Linked DNA regions of Gossypium arboreum: region 2 is linked to region 1. The links are chromatin contacts, called in public Hi-C maps. All regions are on one chromosome and are shown on one strand. Each heading gives the region's core, a stretch centred on a gene start, on an enhancer-like site or on the middle of the called end of the contact. The rest is flanking DNA. Distances are from core to core; before and after follow the strand shown.

The links. A called contact is a pair of places that touch in the nucleus more often than the background predicts.
Region 2: a contact with region 1 is called in a Hi-C map of leaf, with 3 times the contacts expected there. The contact joins the promoter of LOC108461388 here to the promoter of LOC108461603 in region 1. A contact is called at or near these places in 4 of 5 Hi-C or Micro-C datasets (all in leaf).

Annotation. Positions count from the first base shown.
Region 1 is chr1:6,413,409-6,420,587 of ASM2569848v2, forward strand. LOC108461603 (mitogen-activated protein kinase 3) reads right to left here and starts at 5,277. Exons shown (of 6, transcript XM_017761490.2): 1 at 5,024-5,277; 2 at 4,799-4,928; 3 at 4,095-4,232; 4 at 3,583-3,915; 5 at 3,034-3,217; 6 at 2,315-2,842. The coding sequence starts at 5,196. The coding sequence ends at 2,673.
Region 2 is chr1:6,566,253-6,573,010 of ASM2569848v2, forward strand. LOC108461388 (BTB/POZ domain-containing protein At5g60050) reads left to right here and starts at 3,561. Exons shown (of 2, transcript XM_017761227.2): 1 at 3,561-4,534; 2 at 5,287-6,513. The coding sequence starts at 3,950. The coding sequence ends at 6,240. It overlaps LOC108464175 (phototropin-1), which reads left to right. Exons shown (of 24, transcript XM_017764321.2): 20 at 60-182; 21 at 279-330; 22 at 652-764; 23 at 1,083-1,223; 24 at 1,801-2,074. The coding sequence ends at 1,908.

The DNA of each region.
Region 1 (7,179 bases), core at 4,027-6,526:
ATTAGTTGACTTGAGAGCTGGGTGGTTAAATCGATTTTTTTTTGTTTTATTTAATTAAACTAGACTAGCCGGTCGAAGTGGCAAATTTATAGCCTAACCAGCTTGACCATAGGTCTAACTATACAAAAAATACTTAAATTTGAATTTGTTTTTATTAATTTTATAAATTTCTATTATCTAACTATTAGCATATGTCAATATGAAATATTCTGACCAAAGATTTCAAAACTGGATCGATGGTCAAACTGATCAGGTCATTGGTTTGTTAGATCGGTGCTTCCAATTTGTTAAGAAATCAAAAAATAAAATAAAAATAAAAATAAAAAATTGGTTTAATCGCTTGGCTTTTAGGTCAACCAATCTAATGGCTTTCTTCGGAGTGGTACCATTGTCAGTCTCGGTTTAACTGGTCCAACCGATTGAGTCGGTCCAACTCATGTTTTTACTATTTTGTTTATAATTTTTATAAATTTATATTAATTTTAATACTTCTAATCATTTTATAATTTTCAATAATTTTTTATGATTCTTTTATAAGTTTTAAGAATTTTTATATGTTTTATAAAATTGTAAATATTTTTATTAATTTTATATTTTTATAATTTATTTTAATTTATTAGATTTTTATATTTTTATAATATTTTAAGTTATTATTATTTTATAATTTTATAAGTTTATATCAGTTTTAATAATTATTTTTTATGATTTTTATAATTTATTCTAATTTTTAATTATTTTTATGAGAAAATATTATATTAAACCGAAGTTGTCATGTGTTATGTTTGATTGGTCACTAATTTTTAACGGTAAACATAGTAAAAAATATTAATGAAAAGACTTAATTAAATTTTTTATTAATGGTAGGGTTTAATTGAATACTAATTTAATACAAAAACTTAATTGATTTTTTGCAGTTATTTAAGAGTTTTTTGACATATAAACCTATTCATATCATTATACAACCCTTCACATCAATTTAATTAGGAAATAACTTAAAAATTATTTTTAAAAATAATAAATATTGTTATAATTCTTTTATTTAATATAATAAAATTTTTAAATAAAATAATTAAAAATCAATATTTACCATTCCAATTATAATTTAATTGATGATTTAATTTTTATAAATATATTTTCCGTTTAATTTTTTCGAACTCATATTATAAATATCACATAATCTAATCGAAAAATTGACACCCAACTGATTTAATAAGTTTGAATCAACTCCTTCAACCTATTCAAAACTAAAATCCAACTGAACAAATCGAATTAATTAGATTATCTTAATTTGGTTTTAATTGAATCTTTTTACCCTATTTGTCAGTAGTTTATTTTTTTTAAATTCCTGTTTGTCAGTAGTTAATTTCTAGAATAATGGTCAAAAATTATGGCATCACATGGCGAACTTTTCTGTGTCCTATACGGAGACCAATGATATGAAAAACGTGCAATATTTATTATGCCAAGTTCCGAGGGGAATCCCCCTTCTTCCCATTTGATGTCAAGTACTCCATTTCAGAATTAATATTTGGAATTAAACACGAGCTCATTGCATGCTATTTTTATATGCATGTTCAAATGTATGAAAAATGAATATTCGACAAAAAAAAAAAAGTTAGGTGGGAGTTTTTTTTAAGTTGGGATTAATTTAAATTTATTTGTTAGGTTTTTTTAAATAAGATTATCTATATTTCAAGTTATTTTATGTTAAGAGTTATTTTGAGTTTGTGCAATTATTATTATTATTTTTTTATTACACCTGATTTTTTATGGTCAACTTGAGTTCAGTCGGATTCATATCTTGATTAACTAAGTTAAGTTTTCGAGTCAAAACGAGATTTCATCAATACGGCCAAATAATAAATTAATCCTTCCTAGATGCCTGGAACCATGAAAATGTAGGAAGGTGAATTACGTTGTTCAAATTCTTCATTTCTCTTAAAATATTTGTTATTGATATTTATATTCAATCATACGACTTTTAAAAATCCTTTATATGCAAAGAAAAACTTTAAAAAATATATATATATAAACATATTTAAGTTAAGTTAAACTCGTATTTATATTTCACGCACTCGAGTTTGAGCAAGATAAGGCTCAATTGCAGTCATACATACACCTTTTGGTTTCAACTCACCTAGCCATACGAATTTCAAAGCTTCTATGTAGTGAAAAAACTTCTATCAAATCCAATACTAAATAAAGAAAAGGGCAGGATTGTCCTTTGGAGTCTTGATGTTGTATGGCAAAGTTATTCAACAGCATATCAACTGTAAGTTAAACACTCAAAAAAATTGCATTTGATGGACAAAAATTATACAAATAATGTCAATTTTCATTGCTAGTTTGTTACAACAGGATCTTTTTGCCTAGGTCACTAACCAAATACAGCATATAAAAATGCATGTTATACATGCATAAGATATCAAACAAATAACATATAAACGCACATCAGGAGAAAAACATAAATTAATCAAGTGGACTGACCTCGTGAAAGCCTAACATCAATGGCAGTCACGGGTGCAGACTCAGCGACACCGCTTCGAAGATTATTGCAGAGGCAAAAAGTATCTCTCAATCCGCAATCCACCGGCCTGTATGAGCCACCACAAGGTATTGTAGAAATCATTACTTGAAATGACGGATTTAGAAGATAGAACTATATTTTGTTATTAAGCATAAGTTGGATTTAGAGCCAAGGCCTCCTGGTAAATCATGTCCTTCATCTGTTCTTCTCCCAATGGTTGCTGCTCAAAATCGAAAGAAAATGGTTCGGGGCAGACCGGTTCATCAGATATGTCGTGTAATCTTTCGAGGTAAGGATGTGCCAATGCTTCTTCAACTGTATATAAACCAAGTATAAGAATTGTGTAATTCGTCGCAGCTATAAGATCACATCATACAGGATGGCTTTCAGTTTCATAATGATTATCAAACAGAGAACATTTTCTTCTATAAAAAAGGTCAAATAATTGTATTTAATAAATTACATTTCTGCATTAATAAGAGCCTGATTGTAAATGTAGCACTTACCAGTAATCCTTCTGGTCGGATCAAATGTCAACATTCTGTCAATGAGATCAATGGCCAATGGATGAACATGTGGGAAAACTTCTGCTAGTGATTGGCGCGGATGTGCTGGGAGCTGCCTGATATATCTCCTTGCATCCTCGTTCCGGAGAAATCCAAGATCGGATTCAGTTGGTGTGCCGAGCAGCTATAAATCAAGGCATTGCTAAGTCATTATCCAAAGAAAGAAATAACAAAATCATAACACTATCACTAATCCTCAAATTTAAATCCCATGCCACATTAAAGAATGCAATTTTATACAAGTTAGTGAGGCATCTTCAGCTACAAGTATTTTGTTTTAAGTATAAAAACCAAACTTTAGAAGTGTAGAATGCTGAGCTAATCAAAGGTACTATCAGCATGAAATCCCAATCAGAGAATTAGTTATAACATGTCTCTTGTGTTGGAGATTATTCCATTCCTCATTGATCAATCTTTCCCCTTGTTGCAATTAGTGTAAATCTAGACCATGTTATTAAGAATGGTATTGGTAGCTCCTACTCAACTTACCTCAGTTAATAAACGCATTTGATGTACATGATCTTTGCCTGGAAACAGAGGCTTCCTATTCATGAGCTCCATGAAGATGCAACCAACAGACCAGACATCTATGGCAGCAGTGTAGTCTGAAGAGTTTAGCAATATCTCCGGTGCCCGATACCACCTCGTGACAACATATTCAGTCATAAACTCATTCTCAGCAGTAGGCCGAGCGAGACCGAAGTCGCAAATCTTAAGATCACAATTAGCATTCAGCAAGAGGTTGCTGGGTTTCAAATCTCTATGAATGACATTGGCAGAATGTATGTACTTCAGTCCTCGAAGAATTTGATACAAGAAATACTGCATACCCCACAACAAAATGAAATAAAGTCAACATGCACGCACATATATACACAAACATTATACCTTCCAAAACAAATAAAACTTAGTTGAGATTCTTTACATTTTTCTCCGATGTTCATTGAAAACATTGGGGAAAAAGATGCAAATTAAGAGTTAAGCAATATGAAAAAATATACCTGGCAATGCTCCTCAGATAAACCCTGATTAGAGCGAATGATTTGGTGAAGATCGGTATCCATGAGCTCAGTCGCAATGTAAACATCAGTAAATTCCCTCCTTAAAGGCGGAGGAATCACATCTTTGATTCCAATAACCTGTTCATCATGCACAGATCTTTACTTCAGAATCAATTTAACATTAAACAAAATAGAAATTAAAAGGTCCAACTATGTGCTAAAAAATTGAGATTTAATCAATTTACTTCAAGTTGACATAATTTGACCCTCAACTTATAATTTTTATAATGTTATTAATAAATCCAAACTGAAAACACTGTTAGATTTTCATGAATCTGTTAGCACTATTAACACTACAATCAAACAACAATTATACTCTTAACACTCTTAACAGCAGCTGTTATCAATTTGGACCTTCTAATAATAGTATCAAATTATGTCAAAGTAAATTAAAGAGATTAAATCTCAAATTTCAACATAATGGAGGGACTAAAACTATAAGTAGTTCAAATTGAAATTGCTGTGAGGGAAAGGAATTCTTGAACTTTTTGGCCGAACGTTTTTAAATCTTTGAATTAAGGTTTCCATTTCGTTGTCCAGTAATGATTTATTAGGCTCAAAAACCTTTTAACATTTGTGCTCTTTTACTCTTTGTTATCTTCTGCTAACAAAAATACAATAGAAAAAAAAAGAAAAAAGCTTACGTTTTCGTGATCCAAATGTCGAAGGAGCTTAATCTCACGAAGCGTGCGCTTAGCATCCATGTGATTATCAAAAGCGTTGGCGATTTTCTTTACCGCAACCATCTCATTTGTCTCCGAATTCAACACCGAGCTTCAAAATCCAAATATATGTATAAATCAAACATCAAACAAACAAACAAAAAAGGACTAACAAGGAGCCAAAAAAAAAAAAAGTAAAGAGCTTACCAGACGATGCCGTAGGCTCCACGACCGATCGGCATGATCGGAGGCCGATACTTAGACGTCACCTCGAACAAATTTCCAAAAATATTATACTGAATAAACTGACCTCCATGTGTATGAATCGTCGGAAAATCTCCAAATTGACCGCCGGCGTTTCCCGGAGCAACGTCAGCCATTTCGGTACTTTTTCTTTTTACTGTTTTGCTTATTGACTCCTTTTTTCGCTTCTTTCTCTTTGAGGAAATACAGAGAAGTCCAAAGGCTTTATATACAGAGAAAATAATGGAAAAAAATAACGTAAAGTAAAATTTTGGTCAAATTTTAAAATAAGACATTGTAATATGTACTTTTTAATGATTTAGTCCTTCTACTATAATTTGATCGTCTTTTATTTTACGAAATTTGTTGTTTTCAATAAATCCTGTCAAATCATATATATTACCGTCTAAGATCGAAAGTTGATGTGCACAGCTTATTTAATTAACATGTTTAAAATTTTAAATAAATAAAATTTAAAATCTTTTGATAGTATTTCAAATTTTTTTATTTTTAACATATATTTTTTATGTTTTTACATTTTTTACACGTCTATAAATTCTTCTAATTTTAGTATTAAATTTAAAATAAATTTTATTTAATTAATACATAAAATTAACTCCTACATCAAATGAGAAAGAAACTAGTAATTTAATATGCCTTACATTTTAAAAACATATGGTGATATCACATATATATATATATATATATATATAAAACTTGACATTTTTACACAATTTGATAAATATATATTTTTAAAAGAATTTTTTAAGTGGAATATATAAATATTCATGTCAAATTATTTGATGGAATTAATAAAAAAGTTGGACTAGGGAATTGGAAATATATATAAAATCATACAATAAGGACTAAATCAACTAAGAACACATAGTGCAGGGACCTTTTCTGAATTTGACCTAAAACTGTTTGACAATTCAGTAAACCTTTGCGAGTCAAAAAGAGAGCTTCGTTTCGTCTTAGCTACGAGGAAAGAGGAAGGAAAACGCGCGAGAAAACGAAGGACGCGTTTGATTGACGGCTGAGATTATAGCCGCCTCTAATCTACGGTCAAGATTAGATAACGTTTTGTCAACGGTCTATTTTATAGCTTGATGGATTAAAATTAAAATAATTAGCTTTTTTTTTATTTATAATTATTATTACTTTTAAGAAATCTTATCATATTTAATAATATAATATTTTCACGAATAACACGTTTGTTTTAAAAATGCCCAAATCCCACTTAAATGGATAATATATATTGTTTTTGCTATTTAAATAATGGTTATATAATATATCAAATAATTATTTATATATTTTAATATTATTATTTAAAATCATACAATAATGCAAAATATTATTGTACAATGATTTTTTCATTTGCATGAAAAGTTTATTCGTCCTAAAATTAATTGGTATCTCTTTATAAATAAATTTTTTTTCTATATTTTCGTAGTTTTGAAAATGTCAATGTCTTGAATTTGTGGGAAAAAGGAAAGCATATATAAGTATATAAAATATGATATATTAATATTAAATATTGGTGTTAGTTCAAACATATATTATGATTTTGACCTTTGTTGGAAAACCAGTTCCAACGCGTTTCAATATTATAAAAGCCTCACGTTTTTATAATGACGTAAAAATTGAAAAAGAAAAACCTCAGGTTCGGAGAGTTTACTCCGTCCAACAATTTAGTTACAGACGAGGGAAAGAATTTAGAGGTGTTGGGATATTTAGATTTGGTTAATACTTGAATTGAATTGTTATTAATTAAATTAATTGAAATAATAAAAATTTTAGCCGTTAATTAAATTAAAATTTTAATCAAATAAAAATTTCGGTTAATTCGGACAGTTAATCGAATTAATTGAAAGTTTTATATGATTTTTGTTTGTTGTTGAAATAATTTTGAAACATAAAAGAATATTATTGTAATGTTATTTTTCTTTGTTTTAATTCAAAAAGAAAGAAAAAATAATAAAAAAAAGCAACACTAATTTAAAAGCGTCATAACAAACACTACATTAAAAACAAGAAAGTTTGAGGCTTCAGTGATGAAATGAAAAAAAAAAAAAAAATTAAAGAAGTCAAGAAGAATAGAAGATGGTTTGGTGTCAAGC
Region 2 (6,758 bases), core at 2,311-4,810, 150 kb after region 1:
TAACCATGTTTTCGAAGTTATGATAGAAAAATCCGATGAACTTGAGCTGTGTTTTATAGCTGCTGATTCCAGCTACAGATGAAAAGAAGAAACGGCAGAAAAGCCAACAGAATCCGATCTTTATGGCCGAACCAATGCGTGCATCGAACTCTTTTGTGGGAACCGAAGAGTATATTGCTCCGGTTTGTTTCTTGTCATTTCACATCAATATTTATAGTTCTTATGGAGTTGTTTTCTTCCTTATTGAATGCTCATTCTTGAACTGTTGATTATTGCAGGAAATTATCACTGGGGCAGGCCATACCAGTGCAGTAGACTGGTGGGCTCTAGGTAATTTTGTTTTCTTATAAAGCTAGTCACAATCCGAATTTGCATGTTTTTAGAAGGAAGTTTCCTACTCAGATCATGGTTAGAACATACACTAACACGAAAAGTGTAATTAAAACACGAAATACTAATGTATGAATATTTCAAACTTTATCGATATTAGGAACTTAATAAATACCTTAAAGCATGATTATGACATAACAAAACACACCAACACGAAGAAACCATGCCTTCAGTTAATACAAAATTTTGTAGTTTATAATTAAATGAAAATTCTACTTCTCTTTTCAGTTGCTCATATTGATTTTTATTGTTCTATTTCAGGCATTCTTCTATATGAAATGCTGTATGGATATACACCATTCAGGGGAAAGACACGACAGAAGACATTTGCCAATGTTCTTCAAAAAGACCTTAAATTCCCCAAAAGTATACAAGTAAAATCCTGTGTCTTCAAATCTCTCTTTTATTACTCCCTCTTCAAATACAAGTGGACTGACAAAAGATTTATATTCAAGTCTTCAGTTGACATCAGTCTCACTTCAATCTTTGGACAACCCCTACCCCTTACCGTTATATATAATCCAATATATAGGAAAAAAAAGTAATTAATTTTCAGAAATCTGGTGTTTCAGCAAGGGAGATGACTATATATAGAACTCCCACAACTGATGTGCTCTAATTTGGAGTTGAAGCAAGTATTGCTATGGCTAGGGTTAAGTATTTTTTTTTTTTTTTTGGTTGAGTGAAAACAGGTGAGTCTGCATGCAAAGCAGTTAATGTACCGCTTATTGCATAGAGATCCAAAGAACAGATTAGGTGCACGTGAAGGGGCCAATGAAATCAAGCGACATCCATTCTTTAAAGGTGTAAATTGGGCTCTCGTTCGCTGGATGGTAATTTCGTTATCCTTGCATTTAAATGAACTTTTTATAGCATAATCTAACATTATTCGATTCATAAACTTGGGTGAGTTATGTTAGTATGTGCAAGTATAGCTCTGCTAATATTGAAAGATGTTTAAAAGAAGGGTTGCATCACGTAGACTATGAAATAAGTTAAACTCGAGGGTATAATCTAAATATTTGACAATCATGATTTGAATTTATAAATTTAACTTGATTAATTCGAATATGAATTTAATTCAATCTGATTTGACCATTACTCACCAACGACTTAAATTGGTTCAATCTAAACTTAAAAATAACTTGAATAAATAATGTTGTGAACCCGAAATGATTAAACCTTAAATGACACTAACAAGTAACTAAAGACTGACAAACTCAAATGATCTGAATTCAAAACTACCCAAAACCGATCTAAAAACTATAGTACTGCCTGCCCAATTGACACACAGTGTGAAGAATAGCTATCATGTTTATTTCTTGTTTTTGATGTTTAATTGCCCCAATCCACTTTCCATATTATCATTAGATTCTTAACTGTGTTGACATTTGTTGAATGCCCTCCCAGACTCCACCTGAGCTTGAAGTTCCCATCTCTGCAACTGAATTAACTACGAAGGAAGAAGATAAAGCAATGGACCCTCAATTACAGGACTTACAAACTAATATTTTCTGAGAAGCTTGGAATGCTTTATCACTTCACCATTAGAGGCTTCTGGTTTTATAGATGTTGTGTGTTTCTCTCATGCTAGCATTATGTTGTATTCTCCTTTTTCCTTTTTTGGGATTAAAATGTAATTTTCCTGTTGATTGGTAAATAAAAATCAGTTTGTTCCTTTTAATTTCTTTATATCATCAGTACAGGTAAGGAGATTTGGGGGTTATTCTTTAGATTCTTAAAAGCACCATAATTTTCTTTGAGTGTACTGTTTTGAACACATTGTGCCCCCTTCTTTGCCCTACATCCCTGTCCTTCATGTCCCCTTATATCCCTAACAATGATCTTTATTGTGAAAGAGAATCGCAATCAAATCCACCGGGAAACAACGAATTATTTCTTCTACTCAAACAATCCAATGTTTCAATCAAATTTTATGGTTAAATTTCAATGCTTCAACTATTAATTCGGGATTAAATGATTTTACCATTGATCCAATAATAATTATTAAAAATTATAAATCGAATTAACCGTAAATCCATTCCGATTAATTTTAGGTGGAGACTCATCTTTGATTAGATGTCTCAAGTGAAATAATGGCCGACAACCTCATTCACCCTGTTTTGTTTTGTTTTTCGTTTTTCACTTTGACGTGGTATATTAAATGAGGCCATTTAAGAATTACCATGTATGCATGTATATATATAAATATTTTGTCTTAGATTGGATTGGATTATATGTGAAAATTGCAGGAAAAGGAGGATGTTGTAAAGACAAGTGTGCAACCCATTCTCTGCAAAAAGAGAAGAAGCAGCAAGGCAGAGGGGCAATCATACATATGACACAGTGACCTAAATAAAGATGACATAAAGTTTGTAAGGTAAATTCGATATTTAAAAAAGCCATTTGTTACGGTTGGACTGCAACAATACCCTTTCATTGCATAAAACCAAGGTTTGCTTTTATCACTGTATATTTAATTCCATAAAAATCAATCGTGGAAATTAACACAAAATTCAAGTGTCGTAGTTTAGTAATAGTAAAAAGAATAGATAAAAGGCAATGATAGAAGGTAACGAGAAGATTGAAGTTTCAAGAAAGACAAGTGTGATGTCTTGGTTAAGGCAAATGAATGAATGAAGTGAAGGAGGTCCCATTATCAATCACAGAAGTCACGTGTTCACACGTGTACCCAAGTAATCTCCAATCTTCTCTCTCTCTTCATTTTCCTTCCTTTCTTTTTCCCTACATTAGGTTTTATGCAATGGGAAAAAGAAAAGGTCTCCTTTTATCATCCTCAACTTTATATTTTAATACCTTTGTCAGATATTAGTAGGTCAAAATTGATAGTATTTTAGTTGTTATTATTAAAGTGATGATACATAGATTTTATTATTATTAGATCAATTAGGATTATATGAAAATTTAATTAATCATATTTAATCAATAATAAATTTATATTTATTTTAATAAATATATCATCAGTTTAATGGCAACAAGTCATAATAGTTTGAATTTGGATGAAAATAAAAGGCTAAATTATATCAAATTAAAATAGAGGATTAAATTTAAATTTTCAATATAGTATAGGGACTAAAACTATAATTAGACAGAAAAAAGGTTAATTAAGCTTCTGCATTTCCCCTTAATTAGAACACTCTTTTGCCAATGCTTTGCTACTTTACAGTGAGTGGCACACACTCTTAAATCACAGATCCAAAGCTTTCCACTTCTTGGATTCTTTCTCTCTCTCTCTACTTTCCCGAGAAAATTCAACTTCCCAGGAAAATAAAAATCCCTCTTCTTTGCAAGAAACCCCCCCCCCCCCGCCCTTCATTCCCAGGATTGCCTTCTTGGCAAGAAATCAATCGTCTTTTCTTGATTCTAAGAAAACTCAGTTTTTTTTATACACTTTTCAACAAGCTTCTTTTTTCTTTTTAACAATCAATGGTATCAAAATAGTTCCTTTTTTTCTTTCTCCCTTGAATTCAAGAAAAACCCAGTTTTTTTATAATATATTATTTATTGAAAAGTTTTTTTTTCTGGAGGGGTTAATTCAATGGCTTCAAGAGAAGTATCAACAATGATAAAACAAGGGTTTATTTCAGACCCAACACTCTCTTTATCTTTCTCTCCATCAAGAACAACTCTCTCATCAAGACCCTATTCTCCTTCCTCATCTCCTCCTCCTCCTCCTCCTCCTCCAACAACAGAGTCAGCTCGGCCGAGTCACAACAACCCGACGCTCTTCGAGATGATGTCAGAGGAAGCCCTCCGTGGGTCCAAAACCATTGAAGAATCTCGGAAAAAGACCCAACGCCGAGTTGCTAAGTTCCTAACTGAGCTCAAAGCCTATAACTTCAAGAACGGGGGGCTAGGATTAAGTGATGTTAAGCTGACCGTAGTGTCAAGAGATGGTTATAGGGTGGCAATGGATGTGCACAGGAGGGTTTTGTCTGAGAAAAGCAGGTTCTTTGCTGAAAAGTTGAGTCAAAGGAGAGAGAAAGGAGTGTCTCACACAGTGGAAATCAGTGAATGTGATGATGTTGAGGTTTATGTTGAAACTGTTGTTTTGATGTATTGTGATGATCTAAAGAAGAGGTTGATTGGTGAAAATGTTACCAAAGTCTTGGCTTTGCTTAAGGTATATAGTTACTTTTTTTAATCCTAAATTCTAATTAATTTTTTTTCTTTCACTGCAAGTTTTTCTTTTTTTAGTTCATATCTTCATGCAATGTTTAGCCAATTAGGAATTTTGGGGTTTCTTTAATGTGTAAAAAAAATCTATTTAGTTTGATTTTAGTTCATGCAAAATCCTTTGAGCGTTTGCTTGCTGCTTAAGTTTTTTTGAATCTATGGAAAAATTTTATTATAGACAGGTTTAAAATGGATGTCTGTTTTCTTGGCCAAACTTTTCCTTGAAATTGAAGCAAAAGTGAATTGTATAGTACAAAAGAAAAGAAATTTATATATACATACATAGATATATATATCACGTGCCTGACCACTTCTTAACAATGTCTAAGGCATATTTAGGTTCTTTGATCTACCAAATATTAACCACAAAAGGATCTTTGCTTTGGTTGTTATATCTGCAATATATATACACACATATGCGTACATACATAGAGAGAGAGAGTACAAAAGAAAAGCCCTGTAATTTGTATATTTCATGTGTTTGTCATGTGCCGAACCACTTAACTATGGCTAAGGCATGTTTAGGTTCTTTGATGAATCAAATATCAACCACAAGAGGATCTTTTCTTTGGCTATATCTACCACGTTGCTTATATTATTGCCATTTATGATATATATATATATATATACAAGTTTGCATTCGTTCTTATTTGTGTTGAAGTGAAGGCATTTGTAATGTTAGTGTTTGTTGTTTTGTAGGTTTCTGCAGCCATTATGTTTGATGCAGGGATTAGTTCTTGCTTGGAGTATTTGGAAGCTGTTCCGTGGTCTGAGGATGAAGAGGAAAAAGTTGTATCTCATCTCAGCCAACTTGAGCTTGATGGGTCGATGACTGAAGTTCTTCAGAGAGTATCATCTGAACCATCTACTTCTGCAAGATCGGATGGCATCCTCTTGAACCTTCTTAGTGGTGTTCTTCAAGCCAAGGATGATAAAGCTCGTCGAGAAATGAAGACCCTTTTTTCACGGTTACTTAGAGAAGATTCATTTGATGATGACAATCGGTTTGATGTCTCGAAAGACACCCTTTATCATCTCTGTCATAGATGTCTCAGTTCTCTTGTTCTCTGCTTATCTGAAGCTACGGCAATTGACAGTAGTAGGCGAGATCGAGGAGTTTTAATGGCTGAAATAGCTCGAGAAGCTGACAATTTGCAGTGGATCGTTGATATTCTAATAGAAAAGAGAATGGCAAACGACTTTGTGAAATTGTGGGCAGATCAAAGGGAACTTGCAGAGCTTCATTCAAAGATCCCTACCATGTACCGGCACGAAATCAGTAGGATCACCGCTCAACTATGTATTGCAATAGGTAGAGGAAACATCTTGGTAGGTAAAGAAAGCCGGTTCTTGCTGCTGGCGACATGGTTGGAAGCACTTTATGATGATTTTGGGTGGATGAGAAGAGCATCTAAATCGGTAGACAAGAAACTAGTAGAAGATGGATTGAGCCACACAATTCTTACGCTATCTATGAGGCAACAACAGGCTATTTTGCTGAAGTGGTTCGACCGATTTCTGAATAAAGGGGATGATTGTCCCAATATCCAGAGAGCATTTGAAGTTTGGTGGAGAAGGGCTTTCATTAGACAATACACTGATGCGGAGGATAGTTCCCAGTTGCAAATAACCGTCTGCAGCTACCCAAGTTAAACCAAAGCCGAATGGTGTATCCCCATATCAACTGATATTCTTTTTTTGTAATTTGTCATCCTTTCCTTTTATCTCCACATTTTTATTTTTGTTTTTGTTTTGTTTTCCTTTTGGACCAAATGAGAGTTTTTGTTCTTACTGAAACAACGTTTATCTTCTATTGATGGGGAAGGAGCTCCAGCTGAGGTCCTCTACTTGTAGATACACCTGTCAATTGAGCAGGTTGATTAATTTTGGGGTTATTCAATTTAGGTTTAAATTTTCAAAGTTCAATTTATTTTTGGTTTGAATTATTTGATTTAAGAGTCAAGTTTTTCGAGTTAAGTATAATTATCAACCAGATTTAATTGACAGCCTCCGACGTTAACCAATTTGGATTTAACCAACTTAATGTTGACAGATTCGATAAATTCGGTTAAAACAAATAAAAAAAAAAGTCAGTTAAATCCAATTTAATTATGTATTTTCTCAACCAACAATCTGACCGACACAAACTTAATCAAATGAGCCGATTATAA